Regions from separate parts of the Mus musculus genome. Here regions 2, 3 and 4 are each linked to region 1. The links are chromatin contacts, called in public promoter capture Hi-C maps. All regions are on one chromosome and are shown on one strand. Each heading gives the region's core, a stretch centred on a gene start, on an enhancer-like site or on the middle of the called end of the contact. The rest is flanking DNA. Distances are from core to core; before and after follow the strand shown. Region 1 overlaps St6galnac4 (ST6 (alpha-N-acetyl-neuraminyl-2,3-beta-galactosyl-1,3)-N-acetylgalactosaminide alpha-2,6-sialyltransferase 4). Region 2 has its middle 7.1 kb from the start of Urm1. Region 3 overlaps Lrrc8a (leucine rich repeat containing 8A VRAC subunit A). Region 4 overlaps Miga2 (mitoguardin 2).

Region 1 (3,604 bases), core at 595-3,094:
AGTGGGAGAGGCTGAGCGGAAGCATCCCAACTGTTGGAAGCATTTTCTGTTTATTTGTTTCAGTTTTTGAAACAGGGTCTTGGTCTGTAGTCCAGGCTAGCCTGGAACTCACTGTGTAGCCCAGGTTGGCCTCACACTTGTAACAGTACTGCCTCGGGCAAGGAATGAGCTACCATGTTTATTATTAGATTAGACATTTAGATTATTAGATTATTATTAGATTAGATGGAGATAGCTATCTAATCTATTTTATCTACCTATCTAAATAGTGGGTGGTTGTGTGGCGCCCTGCCTGGGCTCTTGGAACCTGGCTCCTTTGCAAGCACAGAAAGCGTGCCACTACCACCAAGCCAGTCCTTGAAAGTGTTTTTAAAAAAGATTTATTTATTTATTTATTTTATGTATGTGAGTACACTGTCACTCTCTTCAGACATACCAGAAGAGGGCATCGGATCCCATTACAGATGGTTGTGAGCCACAATTTGATTGGTGGCTGGGAATTGAACTCAGGACCTCTGGAAGAGCAGTCAGTGCCTTAACCACTGAGCCATCCATCTCTCCAGCCTCTGAACGCATTTCTTAAGTGATGCTTTCCTCAAAGTCCCCCTCCACCTCCTGGACTGCCCAGCCAGCCCAGGGGACACACTGGGTCAGCTGGGGATAGGGTAGTGGAGGTAGCAGTGGCCTGGGGTGACTGCATAGTGTATCTGGGTTCTAGATAAGAGTTTGGGTTCTGCCATTTGAAATTTGCACCCTTGCTGTGTGGCTCTGAGCAGCTTCACCCCAACTGAGTGTCCTGACCTGGAAAGAGGGGAATTGGGGGACTTGTCTCTAGATTCATCCCTGAAGTAGGTCTCACCAATGGAGCTGCAGAGGTTCTCCATGGGGAGGCTGGGTGTTATTTGCAGGTACCCCGCAGGCACGTGACCTCTGTCTCCCTCAGGGCCGCCTTCTGCTCCTCACACTGTGCATCTTGACATTCTCTGCTGTCTGTGTCTTCCTGTGCTGCTGGGCCTGCCTGCCGCTCTGCCTGGCAACCTGCCTGGACCGCCACCTCCCTGCGGCCCCCAGATCCACTGTGCCAGGGCCCCTGCACTTCAGTGGCTACAGCAGCGTGCCAGACGGGAAGGTGAGTCAGCCAGGCAATGCTACGGGAGCCAGCGGGTCCCCAGCTCTAGGAAACAGTGAGAGCTGGGCTGGTGGCAAGCCAGCCTGGACTCTGAGCTTAGCTTCCCTGCTCACCAGCTGTGTGACATCTGCCAGTCACTTGTCCTCTCCGAGTACTCAAGGTCTAGGAGGAAATAGGATTTTCACTAAGCAGATACTGCCTGGGTACCCCCAACTACATGCTGGGAATGAAAAACGGGGTGGGGGGCTGCCCACTGGGGATAACCTGGGAAGACAAGAAGTCTTCAGACTTCTGTGTCTCCATACCATATACTCACACAAACATGGCTTAGCTCCTGCAGTAAGTGTCATTGTGTGGCAGCTGAGCATAAAGAGCCAGCCTAGGTCCAGGTTATGTATGGTCCCAGGAGTCATGAAACTGGGACACCAGGGTCCGAGACAGCCATGACTCCCGTCCATACTGTCTGTCCACCTCTCCATATTTGCTCCACCTGGTGTGGCAGAGGGACATTCACAACCTAGACCTTGATAGCAGAGGTCCTGTGAGTCACAGAGCTCCCTAAAGCCACCCTGAGGTTAGTGGCACTACAGTTCCAGTTCTTAGTTTGGTGGCCCTAGGGTCATGCTCAGGAGCCCTGGCTTGCTGGAGACCTGTCACGTCCCCATCCCTGCCTCTGTTGGGCTGTGCCAAGGATTCAAAGGGTGACTGGCAGACAGCACACAGTGCCCAGTGCCCAGCTGCGGTGTGAGGATTTAATGGAGAAATGAAACCCCTGAGCTGGCCTGGCCTGGGGCTTCATTTCAGCTCAGTCAGCATTAGCGAGGTCAAGGGCTAAGTTTATTCTCCAGCGCCAACACCAAACGGAAACGAGGGCACCAGAACTCCCGCAAGTGTGAGCTCTCCACTCTCCAAGAACGGCCCAGTGGGACAGCGCCAGCCAGGGTGTCCTGGGTGAACACTGTCCAGTCTGCCACAGTACGGCCAGAGTTCTTCAGACACTTGGGCCCTTCTGGAACGTTTTCTTTCTTTTGTGTGTGGATTGGATGTGTGGACGGTCAGCCTTGGGCTTTGTTTCTCAGGCATTTGATTGATTGATGACTGATTGATTGATTGAGACTGGTTCTCTCACTGCTTGGAATTAAGTGGCTAGACTGGCGAGTGCCCCTTGGGGATCTACCTGTCTCTGCCTCCTCAGTGCTGGGCTCACAGGCTCATGCCACAGTGCCCAGCGCATTCACCTACCCTCCTCCCTCCCTCCCTCCCTCTCTCCCTCCTCAGGGTCTGAGATTTCTTTCTTTAAAGGTTTATTTATTTATTTTATGTTTATGACTACACTGTAGCTGCACTGATAGTTGTGAGCCATCCATCATGTGGTTGCTGGGAATTTGAATTCAGGACCTCTGCTCGCTCCGACTTAATGGTTTATTTTATTATTATATCTAAGTGCACTGTAGCTGTCTTCAGACATACCAGAAGTGGGCGTCAGATTCCATTACAGATGGTTGTGAGCCACCATGTGGTTGCTGGGATTTGAACTCATGACCTCTGGAAGAGCAGTCAGTGCTCTTAACTGCTGAGCCATCTCTCCAGCCCCATTTGTTTTTCTTAAGTGGGAAATCCAGGTTTTGAATGTCAACACTTAGACCTTTTCCTCTTTTGCAATAAAGGGAAACAGTTGGCCTTTTGAGGGCCAGTCTGACGACAAGCCTTGATGGGGCTGATTGTCACTAGAGACAGGACAGCCCGCCATTGCCAGGACAGGGCCAGACTGAGGGCACAAGAAGGACATATTTCCAGCTTTTTCGGGAGAGGGTCTCACGTGGCCCTGGCTGGCCTGGACTCTGCCGTGTGGCAGATGGCTTTGAACTTATCCTGCCAAATGCCCAGGTCCCGGGATTACAGGCTTGCCCCACTATTTTTTTTTTTAATACTGTAGTACAGAAAATGGATTTATGAGTTCTTAAATCAACATCTTATTAAAAAAAAAAAAGCTGAGGGGGATTTCACAGTGTCTTTTATTGAGTGGAACTAATCTTTTACATGGCTCTATAAACTTGAGTTCCTCCAGGTGAGAGCCCAGCACTTTTGTGGGAGCCGTGGCAATTTTCTCTGAGTGTGTGCATTCAGGCTGCCTAGTGTCTACCTCTTGGGTGGTATAACAAATACGAGATGGGGCCCTTAATGGGCCTGAGGTCTGGGTAGCAGCTCACATCTGCGGTTCCAGCACCTAAGTCCCAGGACAGTCTCTGTACACAAGACCTTGTCTCAAAAGAAGCAGGGCGGGATCTGGGAAACAGAGCATTTGTGCCCTGTGTGCAAGCTTAACCCACAAAAAACTAGGTTGGCCTGGTAACTTGCTGTAATCTCTTTGGGGAGACAGAGATGGAATCCTTGGAGTAAATTAGCTAGCCAGACTAGCCAAGCAGGGTTCTTGGTGTATGGTGACAGACCCTGGCTCAAGATACATGGTGGCAA
Region 2 (3,604 bases), core at 540-3,039, 2.8 Mb before region 1:
TCTACAGAGTGAGTTCCAGGACAGCCAGGACTACACAGAGAAATCCTGTCTCGAGAAACCAATAGATAGGTAGATAGATAGATACCAATAGATAGATAGAGATAGATATCTGGTGATGCATACCTTTAGTCCTAGCACTCAGGTGAGATCTCTGTGATTCCAAGGCCAGCCTGGTCTACAAAAAGAGTTCTCGGTCAACCAGGGCTACATAGTGAGACTCCATCTCAACAAACTGGATGGTGGGGTACAAGAGCCTGCTGCTAAGCTTGACAGTCTGATGGATCTGCAGAACCTACATGGTGGAAAGAAAGAACTGACTGTATGTTGTCCATCCCAAACACCCACGCACGTGCGTGCACGTACACACAATCAGCAGTTAATAATGTAATCAAAACATTCCAAACAAGGCTGTTCCCACTTTTACACTGGGACTACTAACCCCTCCTTGAGGGGCTGACAGCTCTTGGACCTGCATCTGATTGTCCCCAGACCGTGCGGAGCCCTCTTGAGTACACACAGTAATTGACCAATACATGCTTATAGTATTAACTTACATAGCTACTGCTCTTGGGCAGCTCCTCACATTAAGTACTTGACAGTTGCAGAGCACCTATGGGTTCACCTAAGCAGATAGAAAAAGCTGCCTGCCATGGGGGCGAGGTCTAGGCCCCAGATCCACCTCACGGAGCAGCAGTGGCAGCTGCTAGAAGATGGACCCAATGAGGTGTGCCCTGGGACACAGGAACACTGCTCTGTTGGCTTTGAAATGTTCTCCCTGTATAGCCTTATCTGTCCCACAACTTGCAGGAATCGTCCTGCCTCGTCCCAAGGGCTGGGAATATGAGTTCTTTGCACCAGGGCCTAGCACCAGGAAGCCTTTCAAGGAAGCATGCCAGGCAGACTAGGTCAAGGCCCACAAAAGAAACAGTAGACCAGATGGGCATGGGTCTTCACACCTTTGATCCCAACCCTTGGGAAGCAGAGGCAGAGATCTCTGCTTTCAAGCCAACCTAGTCTACATAGTTTCAGGCCAGCGAGGGAGCATAGTGAGACGCTGTCAAAGGGGAGGGGTGGGGCAGACTGGAAGGATGGCTCTCAGTGGCTAACTTGCTGAGGGGTTCTCAGCACCCATACACAGCACACATACATGCAGGCAAAGCATGCATATGTATGCATATGCATAAGACAAAAATAAATTTTGTTTTAGAGTATGACTATACTTCAGAGGAAGATGCTATCAGAAGGGTTGAAATATAAATTTGAAATATAAGGGTCCAGAGAGACAGCTCAGCCATTAAGAATTCATATTGCTCTTGTAGAGGACTAGAGACTCCAGCACCATCATGGAGTGACGCGAATCTGCTGCCTTTGACTCCAGTTCTGGGGAGTCCATTCGATGCCTTCTTCTGGACTGTGCAAACACTGCAGTAACAGGATATATATATACACAATTAACAGAGTAAATAAATAACTAGTAAAAACCCGTAAGGCGATAGAGCTGTATGGTTGGGGAAAGGAGTCATTGCCGGAAGGTGGGGGCAGGGAACCCTTCCCGAAGGGGCCCCCTTGGAGGTCAACCACTCCATTATTGACTCTTAATGGCCACCAAGCACAGAACAGGTAGGACTTTATCCTCCGCCTGCTGATGAGGAACCAGAGACGAGGAGGAGTAAAGCCTCTCCAAACATCAGAGTCTGGAGGTAAACGTCCCCGCCCCCACCCCGCTCCGCCTCCTTGCTGAACAGGGCGCTGCTGGAAGGAGCCAGCCTCCTGCATCCTTGGAGGTCCAGCAGTGCTTGGACAGGCAAGTGGCTGCCCAGGCCAGTGTGTGGCTATCGCTTTCAATTCCTAGGAAGAAGGTTAAATATCTTCCAGAGGCCCCTAGAGGCGGTTGTGGAGAGGGCGGGAGAGGAGGGGGCGACCCAGTGACTTTCAAAGGGGCCCTGAAAGCTTAGCCACCCCTCCCCCGGGCCGCGGCTTCCTCCCGGCCTAATCAAATTCTGGGCTCAGCCCTAGTCTTTGGCGGCAGTTTAACCCGAGCCCGGGCGGATTTCTTTCTCACTGATCTCAGCTTGACACCCAATTAGCACAAGAATGGGAGGAGGAAGCCTGTGAGAGGCGCCTCCCAGCCTCCCGGGGCGCGCGAGGGGGCAGGCGGGAAAACAAAGGGCGGCGGGCAGGGGGGCACTTGCGCCCTCGCCTCCGCTGCGACCTGCCATTGTCTCTCTTGGAGCTTCAGAGAGGATGGAGGACTACGCCCTGGCTCTCTGGCTGGGGCCCCGGACCCTCTACTGCAAGGGATACTAGGGGAAAGTTATTTGTGAGACTCTGGCCTTAAGTGAGAAGTAGTGGGGAGGGCCAGGATCCCGAAGGCACGGCCTTCGGAGACTCAGTTTTGTCATCTGAAAAATGGGAGGAATATACAAGGTGTAGTCCAGTGGCTCTACTGCTTGGCACCACAGAGCTCAGTAGACAAATGTTCTTTGAGGGAACACAATACCCAGCCTGTACTGTTTCTAACTGATAGGTTAAGCTTGGTTCTGGACGCGAAGTGGCAGTAGCATCAGGCTCAGTGCTGCCAGCATGAGTTCTTTGCAGAGACTTCTGTTCAGATGAAGCCTGAACTTGGATTCATCAAGTTCCTGAAAGGGACTCCCATCAGAACTGTTGGGGTGATAGGCAGTGGTGGCGCACGCCTTTAATCCCAGCACTTGGGAGGCAGAGGCAGGCGGATTTCTGAGTTCGAGGCCAGCCTGGTCTACAGAGTGAGTTCCAGGATAGCAGGGCTACACAGAGAAACCCTGTCTCCAAAAACCAAAACAAACAAACAAAAAACAAAAAAGGGCTTGCTGCTTTTTCTAAGGACCATTTGGTCCCTAGTAGCCAGCTCCAGAGAATTCACCCTGTTCTGCTTGCTCTCTCTCTCTCTCTCTCTCTCTCTCTCTCTCTCTCTCTCTCTCTCTCTCTCTAAAAGGGCTTGCTGCTTTTTCTGAGGACCATTTGGTCCCTAGCAGCCAGCTCCAGAGAATTCACCCTGTTCTGCTCTCTCTCTCTCTCTCTCTCTCTCTCTCTCTCTCTCTCTCACACACACACACACACACACACACACACACACACACACAGAAATCTAAAAACAAAAACATTATGAAGAGCTGTGGAAGTAACTCGGTCTGGTGGGACCTCACTGGCCAGTCACACATCCTCAAGGCCCCCCCATCCCGTCTCGGTGAACTTGTCTAAGGGGGGAAAAATTCAAGGTTTGTTATTTCTCCTTCGGAACTCCTCCCACTTGTGGGAGTTTTTATTTTCCTTAACATTTTTTTTTAGTTTTATTTTATTTTGCCTGTATATATGTATGTGTACCATGTATGTAGCCGGTATCCAGGAGGTCAGAAGAGGGCTGTAGGACTTCCTAGAATTGGAATTTGGATAGTTGTGAATCATCATATGGGTGCTGGGAATTGAACCCTGGTCCATTGGAAGAGCAGCCAGTGCAGCTACTGAGCTGTCTCTCCAGCCTGTCCTTAATAATCGGAGGGAGGGAGGGAGGGAGAGGGAGAGGGAGGGAGGAAGGAAGGAGGAAAGAGATAGGAAGAAAAGTCAA
Region 3 (3,604 bases), core at 666-3,165, 2.3 Mb before region 1:
GCATTCTACCTTCAAGTTACTTCCCAAAACTCAGTGTGTATCTGAGGTTGGCCTTGAACTCCTGATCTTCCTGCTTCAGTCTCCCAGTCCTGGGATTATAGGCACACACCACCATTCTGGGGCAATGCTGGGGCCTCTTGCATTCCTTCAGGAAAAGCTGAGGCAGAGATGGAGGTTGGGGGACTGAGGCAAGAACAGAGGACCAGACCCAGACAGTTAGAGGAGCTGAGTTCTATCTACAGCCTCAGCTTCCTTCATGGTGGGTTGAGCATGTTGCTTCAGCTTGTATGTGGGTCAGCACTGGACAGAGACCACTGCTCAAGCTTTGGCAAACGATCCTGCGATCCTTTCACAGTATGTTGTGCAGACTGCACTGCAGGGTCAGCAGGCCAGCGCTAGGCAAAGACACGCTCTGCCTAATGCCTTCTCCATCCACACCAGTTCTCAAAAAGGTTCTGAAGAGAGGGATATGCGACTCTTACCATCACCCGTTCCTCCCTGCAGATCTCATTGGTGCGCATAGCTAGAAATGCTGCTGCCTGTGACACATTTCCCAAGAGGTGTCCCTTGGTCACTGAAGTTAGGGAACTGTGGTTGTTCCAGGACTTGTCAGAGCCTTGGAAGCGTGTTCCTGAGCACGACGAGTGGGAGCAGCCTTCACACTGGCGTGGTCCCACGCAGCTCTCTTGGAGATAGGAGCCTTTATACTCTGTATAGTTTGCCTTTTCTCTGCTTTTTGAGGCAAGGTCTCTTGTACCTGGGGTGGCGGCTACTACTTTCAAAATCTATGTAGTGGCTGCCTACTCCTGAGCTAGCCTCAAACAACAACTACTACTGCTATTACTACTATGACTTCTTTTTCCTTTTCTTCCTCTACCGTCTTCTCTAGTATTTTTTAAAATTGCTTATTTATTTTTATTTTATGTACACTGGTGGTTTGAGTGCACGCATGTCTGTGTGAGGGTGTCAGATCCCCTAGAACAGGAGTTACAGACAGGCAGTTGTGAGCTGCTGTGTGGGTGCTGGGTATTGAACCCCAGGTCCTCTGGAAGTGCAGACAGTGTTCCTAACCACTGAGCCATCTCTCCAGCCCCTCTTCTCTAGTTTTATTTCATTATGTGTATGAGTGATAAACTGTTTTGCCTGCATGGTGTCTGTACACCATGGGGGTACCTGGTATCCTTGAAGCTCAGAAGATAGCTTTAGATTCCCTTGAACTGGAGTTAGAGACAATTATGAGCTGTTGGAAATTGAACCAGGGTCTTCTCCAAGAGCAATAAATGTTTCTAACTCCTGAGCCATCTCTTCAGCCCTGGTTTCAAACTTGTGATCCTTTTACCTCAGCCTCTAGAGGGCTAGAAGTACAGATGTGCCCCTCCATATTGTTTAGAGTTTGACATCAGAGAAACGGTAAAGTCCTGACCCCATCTTCTCTTGGACACCTATTTCATGAAAGTCAGGTCACTTTGGGGCTACCTGCTTTTGTTTGTTTTTGGTTTTTGTGTGTGTGTTTTGGTTTTTTGAGACAGAGTTTTTCTGTGTAGCCCTGGCTGTCCTGGAGCTCACTCAGTAGACCAGGCTGTCCTGGAACTCAGAAATCCACCTGCCTCTGCCTCCCAAGTGCTGGGATTAAAGGCGTGCGCCACCACTGCCTGGCTGGGCTATGTGCTTTTTAGCGCTTTTGTTTCTTGGAAGGGCAGCCTGTGTCTGGCTCAGACAGGCTGCGGAGGCTGGCAGACAGAACAGAAGGCACATTCCTCCTGCAGCACCCCTGGGGCCCTACTGGGCCTTTCTGACTGTGTGGGGCATTGACATCAGAGAGGGAGGTGGAAAACGCCTGGTGTGTGGTGCTGTCATACTCTTTTGTTTATGGGAACAAGGTCAGCAGTGACTGCCCTGCCCTGTGGGAGCTTCCTGTTGGTTGTTGAGGAACTCTGTCCCTGGGGAGAGTTGGCTTGAACTGAAGCTTGCCTTTCTGGGCAGTGGAGAACAGGAAACCAGAGGAAGTGCCTATGTGAGATGGGAATTCCTTCTCTGCTTGTAAACAGTAGAGTCCATCATGCTGGGGTGAGGTGTGACCTCTGCTGTCTGCCTGAGCTAGGGCCCAGGTGCAGCTCAGGGAGAAGTGTAACATTTGAGTGGAATTGGATTGCTGTATATGCCTGAGTTTGTCACGTGACTGTTTGTCCTTACAGTACCTCTAGGTCAGTTTTGTATTGGTCGCAGAGAGTTTCAGACAGAAATCCCACAGGTTGGTTGGAAGACAAGGAAAAGGGCTTCCCAGTTGTTTGAGTCTACAGAGCCACTGATAGGCACAATTAAATATCAGTAGGTTTTTACAGATTTATTTATTTAGTTTATGTATATGAGTACGCTGTAGCTGTCTTCAGTCACAGCAGATTCATGGAACTGAGACTCTGGAAGGCTGTGACCCCACTGCAGATGTCCTGAGATCTCCTGGTAAGTTTTTTTTCTGTCTCTTGAGAGCTTGAAATCTCAAAATTAAATTGCTTGCTGCATTACAGCCTCACACTCCCTCTAGAGTAAAAGTGGCTGTAAAATTCCATGGTTTCACATGTGACCCCCATCTCCGAGGCGCATCTGCCAAACCTGTGCCCTCTCTGACACTCAGATGACAAATGTGTGCCCAGTTAGGTGGCATGGCAGAACCCTGGCCGGGGGCACCGTGCATTCCCCAGCTGGGTCCTTAGGTTCTGATTTGGGGAGTGGATAGGCAGCTTGCCTTTAGCTGGGTCCCCTTGCCTGCTTGTCCAGGCCAGCACCTGTTCCCCTGGTCCCACAGCAAATGGTTCTGCAGCCTGTCCAGGGTGCTTACACCTACATTTCTTAACCAATCTCAGAAGACACAGCAGATGTTCATAGCAGGTCATGACCAGTCTTCAAGGCTACTTTGTTCCCAGGGGTGCAGACCCAAAATTGGGCTCCAGTTTCCTTAACACCTGGAGTGCTAGAGGCCCCTGAGTATGACCTGCTTACAAAGGCCTCATTTCTGTCCATGCCTCGTCAAGAGGAGGCTCTTCCTAAGAAGCACCTCGAAAGGCAGTGGAGGTGGCGAGGCTGTGGAGGCAGCGAGGCTGTGGAGGCAGCGAGGCTGTGGAGGCAGCGAGGCTGAGGAGGCAGCGAGGCTGAGGAGGCAGCGAGGCTGTGGAGGCAGCGAGGCTGAGGAGGCAGCGAGGCCTGTGGAGGCAGCGAGGCTGAATAGGCAGCGAGGCTGAGGAGGCGGCGAGGCTGTGGAGGTGGCAAGGCTGAGGAGGCAGACCTGTCGTCTTAGGACTGCTTGGCACAGTAGCAAGTCGGATCTAGGTCTGTCGTGCCACCCGATCCTATAACATCAAATCCGTTCACCTCTCCGGACCTCAAGCTCTTCATATTGTAAGGGACTTTCAGCCCTCCTGTTCTGAGAGCAGCAGTGTGCCTGGAGTCCAGGCTGCTTTAGCTGGACAGGAGGAGCTCATGAGTTTACAGAGGCAGCCTGGGCAACATCTCAAACAACCCCTAATAAAAACTATAGTAAACATTTTTACTGCATAGAAATGATCCAAAAGCTTTTTGGGGACCACTTCATTTGGGGGACCCCCTGCAA
Region 4 (3,604 bases), core at 759-3,258, 2.2 Mb before region 1:
TGCTTCATGATGGGCCAAAGGAAGGCACCTAGGGTGGTCCCTGTTGCTGGGACCCAGAGCTCTGCCCTGTGTAGGGCGATGCTCACTGGCCTCTGTAGGGCGATGCTCACTGGTCTCTGTGGGGCGATGCTCACTGGTCTCTGTGGGGCGATGCTCACTGGTCTCTGTGGGGCGATGCTCACTGGTCTCTGTGGGGCGATGCTCACTGGTCTCTGTGGGGTGATGCTCACTGGTCTCTGTGGGGTGATGCTCACTGGTCTCTGTGGGGTGATGCTCACTGGCCTCCTTGGCTCTTTCCCAGATCTTTGAGTCCCTGCAGATCGGCGAGTACCCGCTTCCTCTCTCCAGGCCTGCTGCTGCCTACGAGGAGGCTCTGCAGCTGGTGAAGGAAGGAAGAGTCCCTTGCCGAACACTCAGGTGAGAGTTGGGGGGGAGCACTGTGGGGGAGAGAGCTCCAGCCCCAGGGAGAAGGGGCAGAGGTGCACAGTGATGCTGGTTGTGACCAAAGGAGGTGAGGTGTTAGCCCAGGTACCATAGCCATGACTGCCAACTGTGGCCATGTCCAGAGGGGGCAATGTTGTCCCAAAGAACAGCCAGCCAGCCTCTGCCTTCGGTTGAGGAGAGGTTGAAGGATAGAGGGAGACTGGCACCAACCTGAGGTCACACTGCTAGGTTGAGGCAGGGCCAGATTGGACCTTTGTCCCCTCCACCTCACCCAAGGTACACCCTACCCTCCACTGGGTCTTTGCCAGGTAGGACCAGGTGGTGTGACACTGTCTGTCCCTCTCCTCAGGACAGAGCTGCTGGGCTGCTACAGTGACCAGGACTTCCTAGCCAAGCTGCATTGTGTACGGCAGGCCTTTGAGGTGGGTGTGGTGCAAGGACCACGAGGGAGGGGGTTGGGCCTGCCGAGTACAGGGCCACCCCATGCCCGGCCATAACTCTGCCCTCTCCACTGGCTCTGGAAGGCTGCTCCTTACCCTCTTCTTTCCTCAGGGGCTTCTAGAAGAAAGAAGCAACCAGATCTTCTTTGGGGAGGTCGGCCGGCAGATGGTGACGGGCCTGATGACCAAGGCTGAGAAGGTAGCTGGCGTGGGCCTGCTTCAGATTCCCCTCAGAACCTTACCTCAGGCTGGGCTTTTGCTTTGCTTTGTTTTGTTTTGTCGACTGTTGACTGGGTTTTTAACACAAAAATCTTGGGCCTGTGAGGTGACTCAGTGGGTACAGGACTGGCAACCTGAATAAGATCCCCAAACGAATTGTGAAAAGAGAGAGCCAAGCCCCCAGAGTTCCTCCACAGCAGCTGTGGTAGAGATGGGTCCACACTCATCATGCATGCCAACACAGTGATAATTCAGACAGAGCTTGGGCTGCGAAGATGGCTCGGCTGGTCAAGTGCGGTCTGTAAGCCTGAGGACCTGAATTTAGAACCCATCTGTGAAGAAGTCACGTGTGCTAGAGTATGTTTACTGCTAGTGCTGTGGAGGCGGAATGGCCGATCCATGGCCAGTCAGTCTGAGTGGTGAGCCCCCAGCCACAGTGAGAGACCCTGTCTGAGGAACGTCTTCTGATTTTCTCTCTGGCCTGCACACGTGCACAAACACTTTAAAACCCCGGCATCTTCCTAGAGCCATAGGCACGGAGAAAGGCTTGTGGGTCCCTGGCTCCTGCTCCACTTGGAAAACTAGAGACGTGAACTCTTTCTTACTTGGTGATTCTAGCAGTACAGCTTTGTAAAATTGGCCAATAATGAAACACAAACCACAAGCCAAGTAAGTGGTAGTGGGGTATCCCTTAGGCAGGCAAATCTGTGAGTTCAGGGCCAGCCTGATCTTCAGACTGAGTTTGAAGACAGCCAGGGCTACACAGAGAATCTCTGTCTTGAAAAATAAAACAAACAAACAAATGCAGACCGCAGAAGGGTCCCCTGCATCTGTCCATGGCCACCCTTGCTGGAGTCCCAAGTGCCCTCTGCTCTATGGACACTCTGACCATGGTGTCATTGCCTACCTTCTGGCCTGTTCTGTGCAAACAGCTTGCAGTTTCTGCTCAGTGGTTTCTCAGGGCAGTACATCCACCTCCCCTCGCCAGTGTGCTGCCCTGGTAGCAAAGCACTTCACCTTGTGGGCGGGTGCGCTGTGGTGGGTCCCATCTGGGACCTGGGAGGCTCTGTCGCAGGTCCTGGCAGAAGGATGTTTTAAGGGACTGTCACTTTAGGTCCTTGTTGGCAGCATAGGAGTCTATCCGCTTGTCTTGGCTCAGACTGGGTTTCTGTAATCCTGACCTTTTGTCGCTATTCACGGCTCCCTTGCTCTTTGCTTATGGAAGAGCTTGCATAAGTTTTCATATTTATCACTCACCAGTGCTTTTGTTACTGCGTTGGAGCCAGTCTCTTGATAGGGCTTCTGTGACACAGGCCAGCTGTGTGGCTGAGACAACCCTGATATCTTGTCCTCCTGCATCTGCCTCCCAAGGGATGGGGTAAAAAGCATGCATAGCCGTGACATGCCAGCTTCTTCAGTTGCTAATTGCATTTAGGAATTTGTATTTGAGGCCGGGCGTGGTGTCTCACACCTTTAATCCCAGCACTTGGGAGGCAGAGGCAGTCGAATTTATGAGTTGGAGGCCAGCCTGGTCTACAAAGTGAGTGCCAGGACAGCCAGGGCTACACAGAGAAACCCTGTCTCAAAAAATTAAAAAAAAAGAAAAAAGAAAAGAAATTTGTATTTGGTGTGGTGTGCATGAGTATAGGGCCGTGGGGGGTGTGTGTGTGTGCACATACCACTGTACACATGTGGAAGTCAGAGGACAGTTGATGGGGATTGGCTCTCTTCTACTGTCGGGGTTCAGGGACTGAACTCAGTTGTCAGGATCATGGTAGAGGCCTTCACCACCACCACATCTCACTGCTCCTCTTTTGGTTGTTTTTTTGTTTCTGATTTTGAGGCCCAGGCTGGCCTCAAACTCATGCCAATGCTCCTGCCTCAGCTTCCTGAGGCTCTGCTGGAGCAAAGCTTGTCCTCTGGTCCTTCTCGCTAGTCCTTGCTGGAGGAATGCTCTAAAAGCCCCGTGTAAACCCTTGTCTTCCGTGGTTTAAGACCCGCCAGCCCTCAGCCATGGCCTGAGTGCTGATCTGTGGTTATGTTGGCCATACTTTGCCCTGTGCAGCTTGGGGCACTGGGGTCTTGGGGGCACGCCAGACCCTCCACCTGCTTTGGACTTTTGTCTGTGCTGGCCCTCTGTGTCTAGCACACTGTCCCTCAGTTATTGTTTATTTAGACTGTTCACATAGAAGAGAGTATGGAAAAGGTCTGTTTAGTGTCTAATAGTGAAGAAAATGAACTCTGAGGATTCCCATCTCTGGCTTTAACACCTGGTCTCATGCATATGGTGCCCCATGTCCTCCTTGTCCAACAGTGATGCCCACGATGCCAGAATTGTAAGCCCTAACAAGTGCTGCATTCACCCTTGCCTGGAGATTGCCCCAGTGCCTTCCATCTGCCCCAAAATGAGCTCCAGGCTGCTTCTTCATGTCCCCAACCCCAACCCCCGCCCCCCCCCCCACCCCACCCTAGCCATGGTCAGCTCTGTTGCAGTCTGCGCT

The links. Promoter capture Hi-C pulls out the DNA fragments that hold promoters and counts their contacts.
Region 2: a promoter capture Hi-C map of liver shows a contact between it and region 1, with 3 times the contacts expected there. The contact joins two enhancer-like sites. A contact is called at or near these places in 2 of 39 promoter capture datasets (liver and pre-B cells) and 1 of 484 Hi-C or Micro-C datasets (B cells).
Region 3: a promoter capture Hi-C map of liver shows a contact between it and region 1, with 2.7 times the contacts expected there. The contact joins two enhancer-like sites. A contact is called at or near these places in 2 of 39 promoter capture datasets (liver and pre-B cells).
Region 4: a promoter capture Hi-C map of liver shows a contact between it and region 1, with 3 times the contacts expected there. The contact joins two enhancer-like sites. A contact is called at or near these places in 3 of 39 promoter capture datasets (liver and pre-B cells).

Annotation. Positions count from the first base shown.
Region 1 is chr2:32,588,502-32,592,105 of GRCm38.p6, forward strand. St6galnac4 (ST6 (alpha-N-acetyl-neuraminyl-2,3-beta-galactosyl-1,3)-N-acetylgalactosaminide alpha-2,6-sialyltransferase 4) reads left to right here. Exons shown (of 6, transcript NM_001276425.1): 3 at 944-1,129. Among named protein-coding and RNA genes, the nearest start is that of St6galnac4, 3.2 kb to the left of the region's middle. Within about 2 kb of position 1,845, at least 13 of the 459 cell types and tissues checked have an H3K27ac peak or open chromatin away from gene starts, as enhancers often do. A contact at or near this core is called in liver, where this site is marked.
Region 2 is chr2:29,818,507-29,822,110 of GRCm38.p6, forward strand. No RefSeq gene overlaps it. Among named protein-coding and RNA genes, the nearest start is that of Urm1, 7.1 kb to the right of the region's middle. Within about 2 kb of position 1,790, at least 299 of the 459 cell types and tissues checked have an H3K27ac peak or open chromatin away from gene starts, as enhancers often do. A contact at or near this core is called in liver, where this site is marked.
Region 3 is chr2:30,240,871-30,244,474 of GRCm38.p6, forward strand. All of the region lies in intron 2 of Lrrc8a (leucine rich repeat containing 8A VRAC subunit A), which reads left to right. Among named protein-coding and RNA genes, the nearest start is that of Lrrc8a, 4.9 kb to the left of the region's middle. Within about 2 kb of position 1,916, at least 109 of the 459 cell types and tissues checked have an H3K27ac peak or open chromatin away from gene starts, as enhancers often do. A contact at or near this core is called in liver, where this site is marked.
Region 4 is chr2:30,377,178-30,380,781 of GRCm38.p6, forward strand. Miga2 (mitoguardin 2) reads left to right here. Exons shown (of 16, transcript NM_001242407.1): 9 at 302-417; 10 at 794-866; 11 at 997-1,083. Among named protein-coding and RNA genes, the nearest start is that of Dolpp1, 13 kb to the right of the region's middle. Within about 2 kb of position 2,009, at least 21 of the 459 cell types and tissues checked have an H3K27ac peak or open chromatin away from gene starts, as enhancers often do. A contact at or near this core is called in liver, where this site is marked.